2 separate regions of the Pan troglodytes genome follow, and region 1 is linked to region 2. A link is a contact called in public Hi-C data. All regions are on one chromosome and are shown on one strand. Each heading gives the region's core, a stretch centred on a gene start, on an enhancer-like site or on the middle of the called end of the contact. The rest is flanking DNA. Distances are from core to core; before and after follow the strand shown. Region 1 holds the start of TFB1M (transcription factor B1, mitochondrial). Region 2 overlaps TIAM2 (TIAM Rac1 associated GEF 2).

Region 1 (5,782 bases), core at 1,724-4,223, 130 kb before region 2:
TTCTTCATCTTCACTGACAGGTGGGGCTAGTGATTTCTGTATTAATTATAATATTTTAGCATATTAAAATCTGTATCTAGATGAAGCAGACACTTCAAAGCTTCAAAACTGATGAAACTGCATACCTCTCTTTTAAGGGATAAAACCATTTGCATTAATATGTGAAATACACTACTAAAACACCCCCTGCTGATTTCTTAGGCTTTTGCAGGGAGTTATGCATAATTTTCTGAAAATTAAAAACTGAGGATTAGATATTTATGATAAAAATTGGATCTCAAGAACTATTAAAAACTTGGAAGATTCTCCTAAGCTAGAATTTTTAACTCAGTTAAAAAATTATTTAACACGTATCAGAGGTTAATAAAAAGCACAGTGCAGTCAGAAGATCTAAACTCAGTTCCACCACTTACTAGCAAAGCACTGTACTATGGTCTGAATGTCCCCCAAAATTCATGTGCTGAAACTAAATCACCAATGTCATAGTATATTGACAGGGAGGCCCTAAGTGGGTGATTAATTGATTGAGGTAGAGCTCTCATAAATGGGATTAGCAACCTTATGAAGAGCTGGAGGGAATTAGCTAATCCCTTTTTGCCCTTCTGCCTTTGGACATGTGAGGACAAGACATTCCTCTTTTCTGGGGGATGCAGCAACAAGATGCTATCTTGAGGTAGAGAGAGCAGCCTTCACAAGGCAACGAACTTGCCAGCTCCTTGATCTTGGACTTTCAGCCTCCAGAACTGTGAGAAGTACATTTCTGTTCTTTATAAATTACCCAGTCTCAGATATTTTGTTACAGCAGCAGGAATGAACTAAGACACATCTTTGTGAACCTACATCACAGAATTGAAATGAGAATTAAGTAACAAAGGAAGCTGCTTTATAAACAGGTCATAATCTAACAAACTTCAGTTATTGAAGATGGCATGGTATAAACCATCCATAAATTCATATTTAGATCTGGGGACAAATTATCAGGAATCTACAAATTCTCCACGCAAAGGCGTTTCACTCATTTAGATTTCAGTTTGCTTTTATGTTGATGTTAATCTTTTAAAAAGCTCATGTGATTATATTTGGGGTCATCTGAACATCCTCTTTATACCTGTTACACAACGTGTGTGTTCATGCTAGCATTAGTGCCAAATAATTCAAATTCACTTGTTTCCAAGCTACTGAAAACAGATGCAGGGAGACTTAATATGTAGCTTCCATATTCTTCCAAAAGAAAGACAAGCAACAATGGAAAAAAAATTGAACAAAGATTTGGTAATAGTTTGACTCCAGAAAACTGATGAGAACATTCAGTCATTACATGGCACACTGGATCACTGGTAGGCTGAAACTTAAAAAAAAAAAAAAAAAGGAATCCTGCCAGTTAGCACTAAGTGTCGTGATTTAACAGTGTTCATCCTTGTCAATTAATAAGACCATTTGTATTGGTTTTGTATATATTTATTGCAATTGTTTTAAATAGTCATATGAAAACTGTAAGCTTATGTTTACACCTAGATTCGTATTTCTATAAATTTAAATGTTACAAAATTAACATATATTAACTTAAAAATAATAAGCTGATACTTGAGTGTGGCCAGTGAGATCAGAACTCAGAAAAAACACAACTCAGGTTGTCTTCTCTCTGTACTTTGCTGTCTGACTCTGGGCATTGTCAAATGACCTCACCTCCCCTATTTCTTCACAGCAAACTAAGAATAATAATCTCATTCACATGGGACCACTGTGAGGAGTATGGAAAATAATGAATATAACTGTGAAATAATGCTTTGTCAGGTATACTGTGTTTTGGACAATAAGATATCTGAATCAAGAGTTTGTACTTTCAGTCTACATTTTGATGCCACGTTGGGCAAATCTCCTTACCTCTGTGGTAGTCATCACTATTTTTTAAAGCTAGGAGATTATCTCAGTTCCTTTTAAAACAGCTTTTATAGAAGGTGGTTGAGTTTTCCACTGGAATTTCAAAGTACTCCTCATTTTTATATCCATACCCATAGTTGTTTCGTTTTCCATTAGCTTTTTTAAAAACTTACTAATTGAGGAACAGAAACTTTAAAATTCATTTGTGATCAATGCAGCAATGTCCAAACATAAGCAGGGTTAAAACAGCAAAATTCTCCCACCTATCACAGAAACTTTAATTTTTTTTTTTTTTTTTTGCTTCGTTGTTTTATCTCGTATAACGGAAAGACAGAACTCATATTTCAGTCTTCTCTCTGTTCTTAGCTGTAATCCTAGCAAATCGAAAGACCTCTTTACACTGGCCAATTATTCATCTGCCAAATAATAACAGCCACCACTGATCACGTGGGAGCTTACCCAATGCCATGCGTTCACTATGTTCTGAACGTGCACACCTGGCGATCTCTCTCATTTAGTGCTCACAATTTTGAGGTAGACATTAGTTCCATTTAACTGATGAAAAAACTGAGGCTGAACGAAGTTAAAAACCCGTCATGCAGCATCTGCAGAGCGGCGGTTCTAAAAACACCTCACTGTAAGAAAGAATTGCTAACAAACAATAGCTTTGCCTCTAAGCACCCGCTTTTCCTCTAATAGTCACAGACGGGTATTTTGAACGTTAAAGGGCCGGAAGCCCTTGGGAATTTCAGGGCGGGAGTAAACCGGCTGCACCTCTCAGAGCAACTCCTCCGAAAAACCCCACCCTGTCCAAGCCCCGCCTCGTCCCGCCCTCCTGGGCGCTCTCCCCATAGCCCGCCCGGGAGAAGCCTAGCCCACCCGGCTCCTCCCCCGCTCTCACTGGCGGAAGCCGCCGAGCACCCAGCCTGCCCTTCTCTCGGCAGGACTTAGCGCATGCGCTCTCAGCACGCCGGGATTTCCTGTCCGCGGTCATCGCTTCCGGTGGGATAGGTCTGACCAATGGGGCTGGCTCCGAGGCGGGCCTTAGGTCTCGCAGGTTCCTCCCCTGCGCGCTTCTTTCGGAGCGGCGGTGAAGGTCCTGGGTGAGTTAGGGGTGGCTGGTGCTTGCCGCGTATCATGGCTGCCTCCGGAAAACTCAGCACTTGCCGTCTCCCTCCGTTGCCCACGATTCGAGAAATCATTAAGTTGTTAAGACTGCAAGCAGCGAAGCAGCTATCACAGAATTTCCTCCTGGACTTGAGGCTGACAGGTGGATGGCTTACCCGTGCTCCCCGGATGTCTCCCCAGTGTCTGTGGGGGCGTGGGCCGGGGGGTCTTGCACGTCCCCGCGGGCGGGTGTCCAGGCACTGGCGTGCAACGGGCTTTTGGTCAGGTCCTTCGACCTCTTTGTATCAGAAGAACTCCGGTCCCACCGCCCAGGAGACACGTGAAGTGCGTTGATTGCTCACAAAACTCCGCGTTCGGGGGGGTGTAGCCTGCCGGCAGGCTGCGTACAGGCCAGGCTCCCTAGAGGAGGAAGGGTTCATGGGTCGTGAAAGGCGCTAGTGAATATTGGAATCTGGGTCACTGTGAAATCAATCATTCTGAAATGGTACAGCACATGCTGACTGCACTTGCTTTACATGCAGTTTAAAGTTACCAGAATTTAAATTGATGCGAGGATTTTATCAATAACTTGGTGAAAAGAGTATCCCTCGTATGATTCGTTATTTAAACGTTTACCTGTTCAGTCTAAGAAAGCCTCGGGGGCGCTAATATTCATTCATAAGTACATATTACACAAGCAACATTGTGCTAGTGCCGGGGGTAGGATGTGGGCGTGAACAAGGCGGTGTTTCCTCGAGGAGCTTAGTTTTAGCAAGTTTACATTCCCACACCTAATTGTTTAAAGTTACTTTTTATGAGATATAATTTATGTGCAATAAAATTAATCAGTTTGAAGTGCTCAATTTGATGAGTTTTGACGAATGTATTAATATATATTGGTTTAACCACCATCACCATTGCTTAGTGATGTTCTATGAGATGAGGTTGCAAAAATATATTACAAATAAGTCTACTAAGTCACGGCTGGAGTACTTAGGTTTTGAGATTTTCATATTTCATTCTATTTAGTCCCACTTCAGAAGTTGAAAAGAGCAGTAAATCACACCCAAAAAGTTCATTTTCACTTAAATGAAGCACACTCCAGAAAACATAAAATGTTTTATTTCTTGGACATGTAGTCTTTATTCTGCCTGTACCAATATGACTTTGGATAAAATAATTTAACTCTTTAAGTTTTCTCTTTTTTTTTTTTTTTTAAGATGGAGTTTCGCTCTTGTTGCCCAAGCTGGAGTGCAATGGCATGATCTCAGCTCACTGCAACCTCCGCCTCCCCGGTTCAAGTGATTCTCGTGCCTCAGCCTCCCAGGTAGCTAGGATTACAGGCGTGAGCCACCGTGCCCAGCTAATTTTGTGTTTTTAGTAAAGACGGGGTTTCACTATGTTGGTCAGTCTGGTCTCAAACTCCTGATCTCAAGTGATCCACTCGCCTCGGCCTTCCAAAGTGTTGGGATTACAGGTGTGAGCCACCATGTCCAGTAGTTTCCTCATCTTTTAATTGGAAGAAGGGCCTGCTACTTTAAAAGATTGCCCACTCTAAAATTCTTTGGTTCTAGTAATAGCTAGTACCAGCCTTTTCTGCTTGTTATTAGCCACATTCTAAATATAAATCACCATTCTCAGGGCAGAAGTTATAGGTCTGTGTATTTTTTCAAATCCTCCAAATACATTTTCTCATGAGCCTTTATCTTCAGGAGTAAGTTTCAAATTCTAGATATTATCCACTCTTTCTATGGGAACCAGAGTTAAAGGAGATGAGGGTACTTACCTGAGGTTAGAAGCTCAGGCAGAAGAGAGCAAGATTGAAATCCAAGCTCATTGATTTGATAGTGCTTCTTTAATATTCATTTGTATTTCAATGTGCCTGAAAAGTTTGAGAGCAGAGACCTGCCTACTGTTGTAGCTCTCCATTTTAAAGAAGGAGAGTATTAAGTTTATTCCATAATGTATCATTCCTGTTCCCTCTGAGAGGCATTGGCTTTAGGATTTATACCTATGTTGAAGTCCATGACCTTGTACAAATAAAACAATAGACAAGGAAACTGAAAAGTTAAGAGAAATGAAATTGGGATAGGAGTCCTTGGTTAACATGTAAGGATTAGGTGAGAATGTGTGTAAATCGATCATAATAGATAAGATGGTCAGTGGATGCTAATTCCCTCCCTGTTAAAGACTAAACCATTTTTGGATGGCTGAGAAACTAGTTTCCACATTTTAGCTGACAAAGTTTTGTTGTTGAAAACAAGCAAAAATAGGACTGTGAACACCTACAAGAAGTGCTGGTATGTTTTTAGTGACTAAATTTCCACTATCCTAGGAAGACCAGTTCCTTGGATTTCCATATCTCAAAGTCACTAAGACCAGCCCATTGCGTGTTTTTCCAGATGTGATGACTGGTTGCACAGAGTCAGTACTCTACCTTTTTATGATGTCTTAAGGGCTGCTAACTTGAATTTGATTGATGAAAAAATTAATTTTTCTGTATTAACATGCATGTGTGCAAAGCTTTAAAAACCCTCAACTGCTCAATTTAACTTTTTCCTGAAAATGACTAAGAATTCAAATTTCTGAAAATCTTACGATCTAAGAACTTATTGCCATTGCCATACTGACCACCACCAAGATGTCTCTAGATAAAAATGAGACTTCAGCACTTTTTGCTTTTGGATTTCACTAGCAATACTGAAGATTCTGAATGTGAAACTAGTATTGCTTATTCAGATATTCAATGTTCAATAACTATAGAAAAGTGCTGCATTCTTATCCAGTCTGTTCT
Region 2 (5,498 bases), core at 258-2,757:
AATATTTTCAGATGAAAGAAGGCTGCAAACTCAAACCATGTACTCGTAGGGACTGTTTTGTTTGTTGCTTTCTTCAAAGAAAGTGCCAGCCAGGCACAGTGGCAGGTGCCTGTAGTCCCAGCTAATCAGGAGGCAGAGATAGGAAGATCACTTGAGCCCAGGAGTTTGAGGCCAGCCTGGGGCTATATAGCAAGACTTCGTCTTTTAAATAAGAAAAACAAAAAAGAATGAAAGGGCCAAAATGTATAGTATTTAGATGCCACTAAGAGCAAAACAAATGTTAGCTCTCTCACAGCTACTATTCGAAGAAACAGTTTGAAAGATCTCAGCTCACTGCAACCTCTGTCTCCCCGGTTCAAGAGATTCTTGTGCCTCAGCCTCCTGAGAACCACTCATTCGTTGTTTTTTCTAGTGTTCCCATGTTAACTTTGTTCCATCCGTGTCCACCTGTCTGTCTCACACTCTCTTCCTCCTTCCCTCTGTCTATATATATGTATACACTCACTCTTTTAAACACACACACACACATGCTCTCTCTATATATAGGCATATGCATTTTCTTTCTTTTCTCTCTCTCTGTCCTTTTTTACGGAGGCAGGAGTCTCACTCTGTCTCCCAGACTGGTCTTGGGCTCCTGGGCTCAAGCAATCCTCCCATCCTCCCACCTCAGCCTCCTGAGCAGCTGGGTTTATGGGAGCGAGCCGCTGTGTTTGGTCGCATTTCCAATTAAACTCTTACGTTTACTTTCTTTAAAATTCCAGGAGCAAACTTTTTCTGACAAAACTGTAAGAAGAAACATTCACTAGCCAGACTGTATTCCACAGTTTCAAATTAAGAGGCAACAGAGGCACGGTGTGCCACACAGACCTTCCCCATACGCCAGGCCATCGGGAAGAACGTCGCTTATAAATATCCGGCTGAGATGCTGACGCTCATCCACCTGCGCTGTAACTGCAAACCCTAGGAATGAAAACAAAAGGAAAAAGCAAGTCTCAGCCCACCACACTGAATTTCTCCAACCACATCGGCAGTATCTCCTTGAACATCTTTCATAAGTACAGTATGTTGAGAAAGTCGAAATTACAGCTATTTTGAAAGTATAAATATCTTGCAGGGGCAGAAAAAGAAAAATGGCAAACGAGAGGCTTAAGAAATATAAAAACATAACTTTTATTCCAAAGGTGAGACCATGCACCCACATGCATAACAGCATAATTCACAATAGCCAAGAGGTGGAAATAACCCAACTGTCTGTCAGTAGACGGATGGATAAGCAAAATGTGATCTATGCATACAGTGGAGTATCATTCAGTCTTAAAAAGGAAAAATATCTTGGCATATGCTACAATTTGGGTGAACTCTGAGGAGAATATGCTAAGTAAAATATGTCAGTCACAAATAGACAACACAGTATGATACTATTTACGTGAGGAGCTAGAGCAGTCAACTTCAGAGAGGTAGAAAGTATTAATAGAATGGTGGTTGCTAGGGGAATTCCGAGAGATACAAAGTATTAACAAACTGGTGGTTGCCACGGGCTGGGGGAAGGACAGTATGAGGAATTGGTGTTAAATGGGTACAGAGTTCAGCTTTACAAGACGAAAAGATTTCTAGAGATAGATGATGGTAGCACAGTATTGTGAATGTACTTAACATCACAAAACTGTACACCTAAAAGTGGCCAAGACGATAAATTTTATGTCATATGTCTATTACCACAATTAAAAATTTAGGCAAATTTAACAGCAAAAAATACTCTCACTGAAATACATGAAATTCAGTTCAATACAACAAATAATTGTTGAGAAACAACTATGTTTGGGGTTGAGCATTTTAAGAAGGTGAAAAACTGCTTGGATGAATACGGTGCTTGCCCTAAATACATAAGACTACATGCAAATCCTAGGCAGACCTTCCCTCTTCTGAATGCATGGCTCCTGACTTAGTGTCCCCCTCTGTGATGCCACAGTGAGGAGCACAGGTTTCCATGTCTTGGTCCCCTAATACGGAGAGTTCTTTGAGGACAGCAAGGATGTCCCGTTCCCCAGGTCTCTGCTGTGACCCCAGCAGAGCCTGGCAGATTATGGTCTCACCAGAGAGCATCTTCTGCTGGCAGAATATGGTCTCACCAGAGAGTATCTTTGCAATGTCTTCATTCATCCATTCCAATACAAAGATGAACACAAATGGCAACCACAAAAAGCACAGTGAAGGCCAAGAGGAGGAGAAAAAAGGCTAAGAGGGCTTCAAAGGAAAAACCAACATAACATGGGGTCCGGGCACAGTGGCCCACGCCTGTAATCCCAGCACTTTGGGAGGCTGAGGTGGGCGGATCACTTGAGTCCAGGAGTTCAAGAGCAGCCTGGCCAACATGGTGAAACCCCATCTCTACTAAAAATACAAAAATTAGCTGGGTGTGGTGGCAAGCAAGGCGCCTGTAATCCCAGCTACTTGGGAGGCTGAGGCAGGGAGAATTGCTTGAACCCAGGAGGCAGAGGTTGCAGTGAGCCGAGATCATGCCACTGCACTCCAGCCTGGGTGACAGAGCAAGACTATGTCTCAAAAAAAATAAAAAATAAAAAAATAACATGGGGGTCAGAAAAGATTATACAAATTTTTAAAAAACGAAGGCATCCTAAAAAGGACATTTTAACATATTATAAACTTTAATTTATTATTAGTTTGAATCATTTTAAGGAAAAAATCATGTATCAATATATTTAACAAGGTAAGAAATAGTGTTTCTATGGAGGTATTTACCAATCATTATCTAATCATTCAGTGTTTCTATGGAGGTATTTACCAATCATTATCTAATCAAGGAGAAATGTAGGAAATGATGCTATGAAGTGATTTCAGAAGTACTGACCCTTAACTGTTTTTTTGTTTTGTTTTGTTTTGAGACGGAGTTTCGCTCTTGTCGCCCAGGCTAGAGTACAGTGGCGCAATCTTGGCTTACGGCTCACTGCAACCTCTGCCTCCCAGGTTCAAGTGATTCTCCTGCCTCAGCCTCCCGAGTAGCTGGGATTACAGGCATGTACCACCATGCTTGGCTAATTTTGTATTTTTAGTAGAGAGGGGGTTTCTCCATGTTGGTCAGGCTGGTCTCGAACTCCTGACCTCAGGTGATCTGCCCGCCTTGGCCTCCCAAAGTGCTGGGATTACAGGCATGAGCCACGCCGCCCAGCTGACCCTTAACTGTTAAACTCAGGGAAGAAAGAAGGAAGTAAAGCTAAAGCAATCAGATACGGCTTCTTCAAGAAAGACCTTGAGTTAGTTCTTGAAGGACAGCAGGATTCATGTCACCAGAGAGGAGGGATGGGGGAAGAAAGAGGAAAGAAGGGGAGCATTCCAGGTGGGAAGAGAAAACTAAGGGCAAAGACACTAGAGATGAAAGCAACTGTCATATGAATCATGAGTTGATCTGCTCAGAGCAGCACCAGCATACAGTACATTGTGTTATTAATCTATATTTTCAAATTCCCATCAATTTTATATTCATTCCATTTAATTACTTTGGCATTTCCCTCTAATACTAATACCTATCTGTGTCACCTGCTAATATCAATAAATAGAAATGAAGGAAGAGAAAGGAAGTTCAGAAACTACTGTCATATATTCTGAAAATGTGAATGTAAGGGGAAAAAAAATTAAGTCCAAAGATACTGGGGCAAAGTAGGCAAAGACGAACAACACAATTCCCTGAAAGGGGCATTCCTTACACTCACCAAAGTCACACACACTCCCAGTCTTCGTGAGCTGCACGTCATAAACATTTAGTGGAAAGACTTCTATTTCATCATAAACCTGCAAAAGGTGAAAACAACAAAATCAGAGGATCTCATGTTATGATACCTCAAAAAATTACTTTGACACTATTTTTCATAAAACAAGAAAGCTATTAAAATACCGTTTATATAGAGACTGTTTCCAAACTAGATGCCAAATTTAAACAGAATTTTCCCCAAAAATGACATTTTTCAAAATTAAAGGGCCATAGATGTGGTTCAGTTTCCCTTCCTGAAGCTAGTGCACACTTACCTGTTCTTGCATATATTCATATGGTGCAGGGATGCAATACTCAACATTGTCATCTACTAATTTTCGAAGCTGTAGGCCATAATGGCTGGGTTCCAACTGCCTCATCTATAAAGAAAAAGACAGTTATTCAGATTTTAAATGCTCTTTCTAAATCCATCATTGGTTAGCAGGCTGATTAAAAATCAAAGTAGAAATCTCTAAAAGAATACTGCATATAATTTGCTGAATTTAAACCTACATAAGAGCTCGAATTTAAATACTTGTATGCAGGCCAGGCGCAGCGGCTCACACCTGTAATCCCAGCACCTTGGGAGGCCAAGGCGGGTGGATCACTTGAGGTCAGGAGTTGGAGACCAGCCTAGGCAATACAGCAAAACATCGACTATAGTAAAAATACAAAAATTAGCCAGGTGTAGTGGCACATACCTATAATACTAGCTACTCGGGAGGCTGAGGCAGGAGAATCGATTGAACCCAGGAGGTGGAGGTTGCAGTGAGCTGAGGTAGCACCACTGCACTCCAGCCTGGGTGACACAGCAAGATTCCAACTCAAATAAATAAATAAATAAATAAATACTTGTGTGCAAAAAAGTAAAGGAGGACAATTATTTTTAAGAAGGTTTTCTCTGAACAATATTGCTTATGATTAAAGGCAAGAGATGCATTTTTAAGAGATTATGGTAGAACATATCTGACAGTAAAATAAATCTTATCAGCTCAGCAAATGCCATCTCTTTAGTTAGGTTGAGCCTAACCTTGTTTCTCATTACTAAAGTACAGAAATTTGTAAAATGTTAACAAATCTACAGACTTAAGAATGTCATACTCCAAAAACTTTCAAAAGGAAAATGTGCACATACACTCATATTTTCTCTCGCATGCATATTTTCAACAGTGAGAAATTTATCTCAGGCCTATGCTCTAACTGGGTCAAATTGACCCACTACATCTTTTTTTTTTTTTTTTTTTTTTGTAATTTGAGACGGAGTCTTGCTCTGTCACCCAGGCTGGGGTGCAGTGGAGCCATCTCGGCTCACGGCAAGCTCCACCTCCCAGGTTGACGCCATTCTCCTGCCTCTGCCTCCCGAGTAGCTGGGACTACAGGCGCCCGCCACCACACCCAGCTAATTTTTTGTATTTTTAGTAGAGACGGGGTTTCACCGTGTTAGCCAGGATGGTCTCGATCTCCTGACCTCCTCGGCCTCCCAAAGTGCTGGGATTACAGGCGTGAGCCACTGCTCCCAGCTGACCCACTACTTCTGATACCCTTTATTACTCAGAAAATTATCAGTTTAATGGAGGATATCATTGGTATAGAACATTGTTGGTTTTCTGAATAAAAACGTTACATATGGGAGCAAAAGGAAATTAAGTTCATAAGGATATAAACTACATATAAATGTAGAGAATCCTAATGTTTCAAGTCACAGTGAAAAAGGGGGACTAAAATTAAACAT

What was found. Hi-C and Micro-C count contacts between places; a contact is called where the count stands out from the background.
Region 1: a contact with region 2 is called in a Hi-C map of a lymphoblastoid cell line, with 2.9 times the contacts expected there. The contact joins the promoter of TFB1M here to the enhancer-like site in region 2. A contact is called at or near these places in 2 of 7 Hi-C or Micro-C datasets (a lymphoblastoid cell line and stem cell-derived neural progenitor cells) and 1 of 1 datasets of contacts at active chromatin or transcription factors (stem cell-derived excitatory neurons).

What each region holds. Positions count from the first base shown.
Region 1 is chr5:167,284,553-167,290,334 of NHGRI_mPanTro3-v2.0_pri, reverse strand. TFB1M (transcription factor B1, mitochondrial) reads left to right here and starts at 2,973. Exons shown (of 7, transcript NM_001362392.1): 1 at 2,973-3,151. The coding sequence starts at 3,019.
Region 2 is chr5:167,150,695-167,156,192 of NHGRI_mPanTro3-v2.0_pri, reverse strand. TIAM2 (TIAM Rac1 associated GEF 2) reads right to left here. Exons shown (of 28, transcript XM_009452282.5): 12 at 4,042-4,146; 13 at 3,729-3,807; 14 at 868-960. Among named protein-coding and RNA genes, the nearest start is that of CLDN20, 95 kb to the left of the region's middle. Within about 2 kb of position 1,507, at least 3 of the 24 cell types and tissues checked have an H3K27ac peak or open chromatin away from gene starts, as enhancers often do. A contact at or near this core is called in a lymphoblastoid cell line, where this site is marked.